2 separate regions of the Mus musculus genome follow, and region 1 is linked to region 2. The links are chromatin contacts, called in public Hi-C maps. All regions are on one chromosome and are shown on one strand. Each heading gives the region's core, a stretch centred on a gene start, on an enhancer-like site or on the middle of the called end of the contact. The rest is flanking DNA. Distances are from core to core; before and after follow the strand shown. Region 1 overlaps Faim2 (Fas apoptotic inhibitory molecule 2). Region 2 overlaps Nckap5l (NCK-associated protein 5-like).

Region 1 (4,768 bases), core at 1,886-4,385, 77 kb after region 2:
TCTGGCGGTCTAGGGACGAGTTGGGGAGGCTGTAGGGCTCATGCTGGCTGGAGGAAGCATGAGAGTCCAGCATTCCCTCTTGTGCTGGCTAGTTTTGTGCGTCAACTTGACACAAGCTGGAGTTATCACAGAGAAAGGAGCTTCAGGTGAGGAAATACCTCTATGAGATCCAGCTGTAAGGCATTTTCTCAATTAGTGATCAAGGGGGGAGGACCCAACCCATTGTGGGTGGTGCCAACCCTGAGCTGGTAGTCTTGGGTTCTATAAGAAAGCAAGCTGAGCAAGCCAGGGGAAGCAAGCCAGTAAGCAGCATCCCTCCATGGCCTCTGCATCAGCTCCTGCCTCCAAGTTCCTATCCTGTGTGAGTTCCTGTTCTGACTTCCTTGGTGATGAACAACAGTGTGGAAGTGTAAGCTGAATAAACCCTTTCCTCCCAACTTGCTTCTTGGTCATGATGTTTTGTGCAGGAATAGAAACCCTGACTAAGACACCTCTCCTCAACTTAGACTCTTTATCCATTTCTTCTCTGCCAGAGGTCTTCTGGTCCCATGCCATAGCTCAGCACTGCCTCCTTCTCAGGTTCCATTAATGAACCAAGCAGGGTGGCACATGCATATAATCCTAGCTCAAGGCAAGACTGTGAGTTTGAAGCCAGCCTGGGCTACATGGGGAGTCTGTCTCAAACAAAACAAATAAGCAAAAAAATAGGGAGGAAAGAAGAGAGGGTGGAGCATCTACTTAGGCCCTGAGGCTAAATGTTCTTAGCTGCTGTTTCCTTCTGCTGCTTCGTGGCTGTGGCATGCTCCTATACACTGGGAGCTTTTGCTAAAATAATAATAAATAATAATAATAATCCCCTCCCGTGTGATCATGTCCCTTTCCTACACACCCACACACCAGGACACCCACATGTCTTAGGGTTACTATAGCTATGATAAAACACCATGACCATGTTGGGGAGGAAAGGGTTTATTTGGCTTACATTTCCACATTGCTGTTGATCATCGAAGGAAGTCAGGACAGGAACTCACACAGGGTAGGAACCTGGAGGCAGAAGCTGATGCAGATGCCATGGATGGGTGCTGCTTACTGACTTCCTCTGCATGGCCTGGTCAGCCTGCTTTTAAATAGAACCTAGGACCATCAGCCCTGAGGTGGAACCACCCACAATGGGCAGCGCCTTAAATGCCCTACAGGCTTGCCTACAGCATGATCTTTTGTTTTGTTTTCCAAGACAGAGTTTCTCTGTGTATCCCTGGCTATCCTGGAACTCACTCTGTAGACCAGGCTGGCCGTGAACTCAGAAATCTGCCTGCCTTTGCCTCCCAAGTGCTGGGACTAAAGGCGTGCGCCACCACTGCCCCGCCTCAGCTTGATTTTAAGGAGGCATTTTCTTAACTTCTCAGATGACTCCAGTTTGTGTCAAGTTGACATAAAACTACCCAGTACACCACGGAAATCTAATGACATCATCATTAACTGATTTGTCCTTTGATCCCATTCTGTCAGTAATTTATGCATAAGCTTGGACTGGTCGCTGAAACTTTTGCTTCTAAGTTTCCTCCTATGTAAAATAAAACAGTTGGAGTAGATCCCTCCCTCTCTCCACCCCCTCCCTTCCTCCCTCCTCTTAAATGATGCTTTTGCCCATGTGCTGTAAGTTTTGTAGCTCTGGGATGCACAAGATAGTCCCACGAAATTCTCATTGTATAGGTTCAAACCTACTGCTTTGCGAAATGTCCGGGCTCTCCATCTTAAGGAAACACCTTTGTTCAAAAAAGACTCTTCTGCCAGTAGGGCCCGGAAAAGAGCAGGTTCCCATGGACCAATAAGATTTGGTCAGTGTGAAGAATGCTCCCAGGCAAAGGTGTCCTGAGCAGGAGGACCCCTCACCTTTTCCCAGGAAAGCAAAGATGGGGATTTTACGTAGTTCCTGCAAGAAAGCCACCCTACAGCTCACTCCACAAAGCCAGTTGAGGCCACAAGCAAACAGTCCAGGTGTCTTCGTAATTGCTTTTATTATTTCCAATCAGTCACAGATCTTGGGCAGGTGAGGCCGGAGACAGGCACACGGAAGAGATAGGGAACTTGAAGAGCTGATGCCAAAAGGGCAGGCCCGTCTGGGTGTGTAGCAGGCAAGTCCTTGTGCCTGGTGCTATATCTCCATTCTCTGACACTCAGAGCAGGGGACTGAATAGAGATGGGTTTGTGCAAAGCCAGACTCTGCTTTTCCTCTAACAGCCAGAAGGGGGCAGCAAAGTCCTTGTGTAAAATTCCCAACTTGACACGCCCCCACCCCCCACCCTGGCCTATTGGAATAAGGGTACTTAAGGGATCCTGCAGGCTAACACAGAAGAAAGGGTATGGAATGGAAGAACCATACCACACCCAAGGATGTCTTGTGGCTTCCTTGGGCTATACTGAAAAAGCTGTGCATGGACCCAGGAATTGGTGTGGGGAGTGAGGGACTTAATGCCCCTACTTGGTCCCATCTTGAGCCTCGGAGGGGACATCCTGGTCTGTCACGGTTTCTCAGAGAGCTTTGAGCCTCACATCAGATATTCCTGGCTCCCTCAAGCCTTATGAAATCTAATCTACCCCGTCATAGGTCTGGCTACACCCAAGCTAAAAATGCGGGGGGCCAGGAGGCGTCAGTCCTTCCTCCTACACAGCTTGCCGCACCTGCCCAGTTTAGGTTTCTCATAATCCCGCATTCCTCATAATCCTGCATTCTTGTTTCTCCGCCCTTCCTCCTGCCAAGACCCACCCAGGTGTCCCTGGGACTCCTCACTGCCCCACCAGGGGTCAACATCAAGGCTTTCTCTGGCCCTGGAGCCAGTTCAGCCGCCGTGCCTCCCCACCGTCACCAGCCATCTTTGAGATCACTGTGACTTGTGCCCTGGTCACATTATTTATGGCTGAGGGCTTGCCCCTCCCCCAATGGTTTTTGGAACTTAGCCTTGGAAAATTTTTCTCAATCCTCGCTCTCTGCATAAATTGTCTCAGAAGAGGACTTGGACAAGTGGATTCTGGGAAACTGGCCAGTGTGAGGGTGACATGTCAGTGGGGGTGGGGGAGGGACTCTAAACCTTTCTAGAACTGAAGCTGGAGATTAGGAAAGGCACTCAAAGGGGAACAAGCAGAGGAGGAAGTCAGCCAAGTGTCTTGGTGCCTCTCTCCCTGCCCCACTGGCACCGGTTGGGGACTTCCATCTTGCAGATAGGAAAACAGAGTCACAGAGAGTAATAAGTCTGTTGGCAGTGGGGTCAGAACCAGAAGCCAAGAACCCTGCTTCCCAGCTGACCTCCAGGGAGGGAAAAGCTAAGAGTTTGGCATCCGCAGGCTGGGTGACAGTGGCAGGTGGGGGTGTCACAACTCCCCGGAGATGTCAGTGCTTGTCTACCCACACACCTATGGGCTACACAAGTCTCAATCCAGCCCAGACTCAGACTGGAGGAAGTAGCTGTGGGCTGTCCCTCAGGTTTATTAGACGACAGTGGGTTTATCCAAGCCTTCCGGAGCTACTTGGCTTTGCTTCTGAAATGGGGATATGCCGATAACCCTGCAGGACCAGTCTGGACTGCTGCAAGTAGGCTCATTTGAACCAGCACCCACCCCAACTGTCCCTCCATACCACCCTCCCTCCTCAAATATCCAAGATGGAACAAAATTTCAAATGCTTCTGTAATATTTCTCAAAGGCTGGAGTAGGCAGGGTGGGAAAGGGTAGGGGTGGGAATGGATGGGCTACCTAGTCCCCTTTCCTGGGGCAGACAGGGTCCCCTGCATCCACTCAGGGCCTTGTAGCCTTCACCCAGTAACTTTCCACTGGACTAGAGCTGGCCGGGTGCATGTGTCGCCCACATGCTGCCCCAGGTGTGGGCCCCTGGTCCCCTCTCCAACAGGCAGTCAGCCAGGGCAGGGTGGCTGACGCACACTCTGCCTGAGATCCCAGCAGCCTGGAGGTTGATAAGGAGCTCTGGCCTCATCGCAAGGGATAGGCTCAAGGGACTGGCCCTGGCTGTGACCATTAGCTGGACAGCTTCCAAATTACAGAGATGTGGAGATAAGGGGGCAAGGGCCCAGGGACTCTGGGCTGAGTGGCCAGGGAAGCTGGGGGGAGGGAAATGGATGCCTCTACTCTTCAGGCTGCAGGTAAGACAGAGTGCAGCAGAATACAGGGGAAGACCCAGGAAATGCATGTAGAAGCGCCTGAAGGACAGCCCCTGGTAAGGGCTAGTCCAGCAGACAGAACCACTTCCACACCAGGCCCTCTACCCCACCTCCCCTTCAGGCCTGTGGGAATGGCACTGAGTGGAAGAGAGAGAGAGAGAGAGAGAGAGAGAGAGAGAGAGAGAGAGAGAGAAAGAGAGAGAGAGAGATGGGGTTCTAGCCCTATGGTCATATGTGCCTTTCCAGTGGATGCAATTTGATTGACAGCCCCCAGTTCAGCCCTCCCAGCTTCCCCTGGGAGCTCAGGCTATGCTTAGCACATCTTGCCCCCACCCCCCTGTTCTATGACCTGGATGACCCAGGAGGGGAAACTGAGGCAAGTAACGAAACCAGTGGCTTCCTATTCTCATTCTATTCCCAGGTCCCTAGAACAAGCAACTGGCCTTCAGCTAAGCGAGTGACAGCTGGGGACAGCTTCACCCTACGCCACAGAGCCCTGACTTCATGCTCTAGCCATGCCCCCTTGGCTATTTTTTTCTTACGAAGCATGGTTGTTTGATCTGAAAGAGAAAATGGAGCCCTAGAAGACTTGGTGG
Region 2 (4,797 bases), core at 2,032-4,531:
CTACCCTATCAGACCCGGGTAACAGGATCACCCACATGAAGAGGTTGTATAGAGGATTAGCTGAGTATCCACACACATGGCCGCCCGAGGTAGTGCTGGCGCACTGTCAAGGGTGAGTGTTCTTATGTATTATCCCTGGAGCCAGAGATCACCGCCACTGGCCCTCCACTCGCCACCCCAGTTCCCCCATCAGCAATGCTTCCCTTGGGTTAAGCCTACAACTTTCCTTTTCTCGACCTGAAACCAGTGTGTGCCCCTGCTATACTCTCTCACAAAAACCCATTTTCTCTGAAGTCTGGTGTCAGAGACGCCCATCCTCCGTCCTCCACTGGCTCCAGCCCCGTGAAGATGGGATGGAAGTATCCCCAAAACTCCATCTGTGGTGACCCCCCCACATCCTCTACCCTTAAGGGATGAAATCAAAGGCTTAAAGTGTCTGCTGGGCAAACTGTAAACATGGCTGCCCCTGAGGTGGCAGAGTGACAAGATGATACCACACTGGAAACATTCACACAAGCCATCGCTTCAGAAACACAACTTAGTGATACACACCTGTGAGCCTCACACTGGTGAAGCAGAGGCAGGGGAATGGCAAGTCTGAGTCAGGCCTGAGCTACATAGCACGACTGTGTCTCAAAAAACTAATAAGCATCCAAACTAAAGTCTTAAAAATACTAAGACCACATTACTTTCTTTTCTCTTTTGGACAGGGTCTTACTGTGTAGCCCTGACTGTCCTGGAACTTGTGAGGTAGACCAGGGATTAGAGGTGTAGACCACCACAGCCCTGGAACTCACTCTGTAGACCAGGCTGGCCTCGAACTCAGAAATCTGCCTGCCTCTGCCTCCCAAGTGCTGGGATTAAAAGTGTGCACCACTATGCCTGGCTTCTATATATTTCTTATAAATATATATTATATTTTTTATTTAGATATTATTTATTTTATGTGAGTACACTGTCACTGTCTTCACAAACCAGAAGAGGACATCAGACCCCATTACGGATGGTTGTGAGCCACAGTGTGGTTGCTGCGAGAATTGAACTCAGGACCTCTGGAAGAGCAATGCTCTTAACCACTGAGCCATCCATCTGTCCAGCCCCATATATTCTTATAAAACATATATACTTACATATTTTATTTTAATTAAATATATTTATGTGTGAGCAAGTACGTAGCACACAGAAGTCAGAGGACAACCGATGGCTGTCTGCTCTCTCCTTCCACCATGTGGGCCTGGAGAAGTGAGTCAGGCTTGGTGGCAAGGGCCTTTTACCCCTGAGTCTGTACAGGGGTCTGACTGTTTTTGAAACAGGGTCTTCTGTAGCTGAGGCTACTACATTCTGCAGCTCAGGAAGGCCTGGCCTCCTGCCTCCCAGATGCTGATGCCAAAGTGTCAACACCTCACACCTGGCTTCCAAAAGACCATTTCTTTCTTTTTTGTTTTTGTTTTTTGTTTTTTTTTTTGGAAACAGGGTTTCTTTGTGTAGGCCTGGCTGTCCTAGAACTCACCCTGAAGACCAGGCTGTCCTAGAACTCATAGATCTGCCTGCCTCTGCCTCCTAAGTGCTAGCACGCTGGGCCTTGCTTTCTTCTTATGACAATCTATTATTGAACCTGCGATTTACCATTTGACCCAACTGGCTACTTATCAAGTCCTGATATCCACCTGGCTTGGCCCCCTCCCCCACCCCCAAGTGCTGAGGTTATAGACACACACCTTCAAGCCTGGCTTTTATGTAGGTGCCAGCTATTTGAAACTAGGGTTCATGTTCCCACAAGCAAGAACCGTACCCTGAAACTGGACAGAGGGCTGTGAATCAACCCAGATTTGTAGGTCTTTAATAATTAAAACGTTTTTAAAAAGCTGGTCCCCGGGGCTGGAGAGATGGCTCAGTGGTTAAGAGCACTGACTGCTCTTCCGAGCCAAAGGTCCTGAGTTCAAACCCCAGCAACATGGTGGCTCACAACCATCCTAATGAGATCTGACTCCCTCTTCTGGTGTGTCTGAAGACAGCTACAGTGTACTTAGATATAATAATAAATAAATCTTTAAAAAACAGCTGGTCCCCTTCCCTAAAATCACAGACGACCCCACAAGTACTTACCGTGAACTTTTGGCTTTAAGAGATTTATTTATACACTTGAATTACCCCAGAGAATAAGGGCGGGGATCTAGAGCTGGGGTTTGCTACAGAGCATGTTTTCTTTTTTTAAACTTTTTTTTTTAAAGGAAACAAAACATACTATTTGTGGGGGGGAAAAGTAGAAAAAAGGAAATAAAATAAACCCCTGGCAGCCTTAGAGAGGCTATTTTTTTTTTCTTTTTCTTTGTGTGTGTGGGTGTCGCGGAGGGAGGGGTGGGGGCGGGGGGCTTCCTGCAAAAGGAGAGGTGCCAGTGTGCGGAGCCCGCCTCTTTCCCGCCTTTTGGCTTTGGCCTTTTGGGGGAGGGCAGCTGTCTGGCAGTCTGAACTTCCTGTGTTTGGGAAACCCGGCTGAGGTCTTACATGAACATTCGCCCATTGTTCTTGAGGAGAGTGAGGTCACAGTAACTTTACAAGCAGCTGTTGCAAACCGAGACACCAAGTGTTCTGCCCCAGCCATGATCAAGGAGGTTTTCAGCAAAGCTTTCCTTGAGCGCCAAGAAACCGGGCTCCCTGGAGTATCAATAAACCCACATGCTCCCGCCCTCAAATTCTTTCAGTTGGAACCGAGCCCTGGGTCCGGGGAGGGGGGCCATTGTCATGTGGGCTATGGCTGACTGGGATCAGGCAGGAGTTGGGGGAGGGGGAGATTGTCATGTGGGCTATGGCTGACCATGGTGGGCAGGGCTGCCTCCCGGGACCACTATGGTTCCTGCAGCCTATCCTGCCCTGGGACATTTCTCCAGTCAACTCATTCTGACCCAGGGACCGAGGTGGCACCTGGTATTTTCAAATTCCTAGCATACTGAGCAGACCCTGTCGAGAACATGGATTTTGGTCTTAGCTTTGAAGTGAAGATGAAAGCCCACCATGCCAAACTCCTTTCCAGGAAGGAATGGGATCTAGGAGGCCAACGCAGTTCTAACAGGAAATGATGTAATGCATCAGGCTTAGGGCAATAACAGGTCAAGAAACCAGTCAGGAGTTGGTCAGAAACCAAGATGCAGACTTCCGTTAGTACACCTAGGAAGGGGCAGGGACAAAACTGCATTGTCAGACCCTGTTCTGGTCTTGTTAATTTCTTCAGTGATGGCGTCAGCTAAGGGAAGATGGCAGATGTGGGCGGAGCGTAGAGCGTGAAGGAGAACAGGGGCGGGGCCACCTGGCCTCAGGCTGCTGATGGGGCGGGGCCACCTGGCCTCTCAGTCTAATATACAGATGAGGAAAACCAAGGTTTGTAGTGATAGGTTTTTTTAGGAACGCCAGCTCTGGTGATAAATATCCTTGGCTTCTAGTGCTCCCGAGTCATATAGAGATGGTTTATAAAGCACGAGGAAGTGAGTTGAGAGACAGCATAGTGTGCCGGTGTGAGGGTAGTCCTCTCAGGCTCTTCCCCTCTCGGCCTGGGTAGTCACTGACTGTCCCGTGTCTATATATAAAGCCAGTGGGACTGCTCCGAACTGGCCAGTCCCCAACCTGGAGCATAGAGAGGTTTGAGCGCATGATCACAGGCCTCTTCCCCATCTTTCTCACCAAGGCTGCATGGCCTTGTGTGCCCTCTGGTCAGTGACATCCTCTGGGCTTCAGATCTACACAGGTCACTGTAAGTCACCTTCTAGCCAGCTCCTCCAGGGGAAGGGCACAGAGCCTCATTAGAGCACCCGAGGGTCCCTGGACCTACCCACCAGTCCACCCGAAGGATTATAGAGAAGCCAGCAAGCACAAAGGGGGGGCTGCCACACAACAGTCACGGTGGGGAGAGGCCTCCACGTTTTATTAGGGATGCTGCAGAAGCAGGGCTGCTTTTCAACAACAGATAAATTAACCGCAGTGCGGGTAGGGGTGGGGACTGGGCCAGGCGCTTATATATATATATATATATAAAAACAAAGATGAAGACAGACAAACAGACCCCACGATGTGGGGAAGGGAGGCAGCACCATTCAGACAGCAGGGAGGACCAGGGCAGAGTGAAGGCGACTTGTCCCCCTCACCCCCAAACTCCATAAGCCTGGGGCTTCCAAAATCAGCCCCATGGGGGCTTTGGGGCAGGGTTGCAGCCAGGTTGGGCAGAGGTGGCACAGCTGGCGGGCAGGAAGCCTAGCACCGCAAGATGGCTCGGCCTGAAGTGGGAGCTGGGACAAAGCAGCCTGGAGCCCCCGGTCCCGTAGAGCAGAGCCTTACTCTGGGGGAGTCAAGGGACTGGGGATGAGGTCTCTCCCTGAGCTGAGCATGGTTGTCGCATCCACAGCAGCAGTGGCATACGCCAGGGACCCCCCATCGCCTTCTTATCCTCTTTCTCCTTGGTCCCTTCAGGTCAAGCTTCACCGGCCCAAAGGCGTGGGGCGTGGAGCGCGGAAGCAGGTCGTTGAGGGTCCCTAGCTCCAGAGGAACTGTAGTGGGTGCGGTCCCTCAACCCTGACTCCCACAGGAGGATAGCGAGTCATAGAGGGAGTCACTTAGGGATTCTGAGGTCTCCAGCCCGGGGGCGCCCCCGCTGGCCACTCGGCCTTCCTCGCCCATGTCCGACGTGCTGGGGGTACGACTGCCTCCAAATGCTGGGCCCTGAGGTGTAGATGTGCGGCTGGGATCCACGCTCTGTTTTCGGTCTACGGGCAGGGCCTAGAGGAGAGGTACTGCTCAGAGAGGAATCGT

Evidence for each region. Hi-C and Micro-C count contacts between places; a contact is called where the count stands out from the background.
Region 1: a Hi-C map of the N1E-115 cell line shows a contact between it and region 2, with 4 times the contacts expected there. The contact joins two enhancer-like sites. A contact is called at or near these places in 1 of 15 datasets of contacts at CTCF or cohesin (embryonic stem cells), 12 of 484 Hi-C or Micro-C datasets (the G1E-ER4 cell line, the HL-1 cell line, the N1E-115 cell line and 7 more), 5 of 115 datasets of contacts at active chromatin or transcription factors (Th17 cells, embryonic stem cells, large pre-B cells and 1 more) and 3 of 9 other capture datasets (adipose tissue, liver and pancreatic islet).

The regions. Positions count from the first base shown.
Region 1 is chr15:99,495,011-99,499,778 of GRCm38.p6, forward strand. It overlaps Faim2 (Fas apoptotic inhibitory molecule 2), which reads right to left. Exons shown (of 12, transcript NM_028224.4): 12 at 1,995-4,768. Among named protein-coding and RNA genes, the nearest start is that of Bcdin3d, 23 kb to the left of the region's middle. Within about 2 kb of position 3,136, at least 105 of the 459 cell types and tissues checked have an H3K27ac peak or open chromatin away from gene starts, as enhancers often do. A contact at or near this core is called in the HL-1 cell line, the N1E-115 cell line, adipose tissue and 2 more, where this site is marked.
Region 2 is chr15:99,418,145-99,422,941 of GRCm38.p6, forward strand. It overlaps Nckap5l (NCK-associated protein 5-like), which reads right to left. Exons shown (of 13, transcript NM_001001884.1): 13 at 3,890-4,764. The coding sequence ends at 4,555. Among named protein-coding and RNA genes, the nearest start is that of Nckap5los, 12 kb to the right of the region's middle. RefSeq lists an enhancer at 1,810-3,413. Within about 2 kb of position 3,282, at least 176 of the 459 cell types and tissues checked have an H3K27ac peak or open chromatin away from gene starts, as enhancers often do. A contact at or near this core is called in the HL-1 cell line, the N1E-115 cell line, adipose tissue and 2 more, where this site is marked.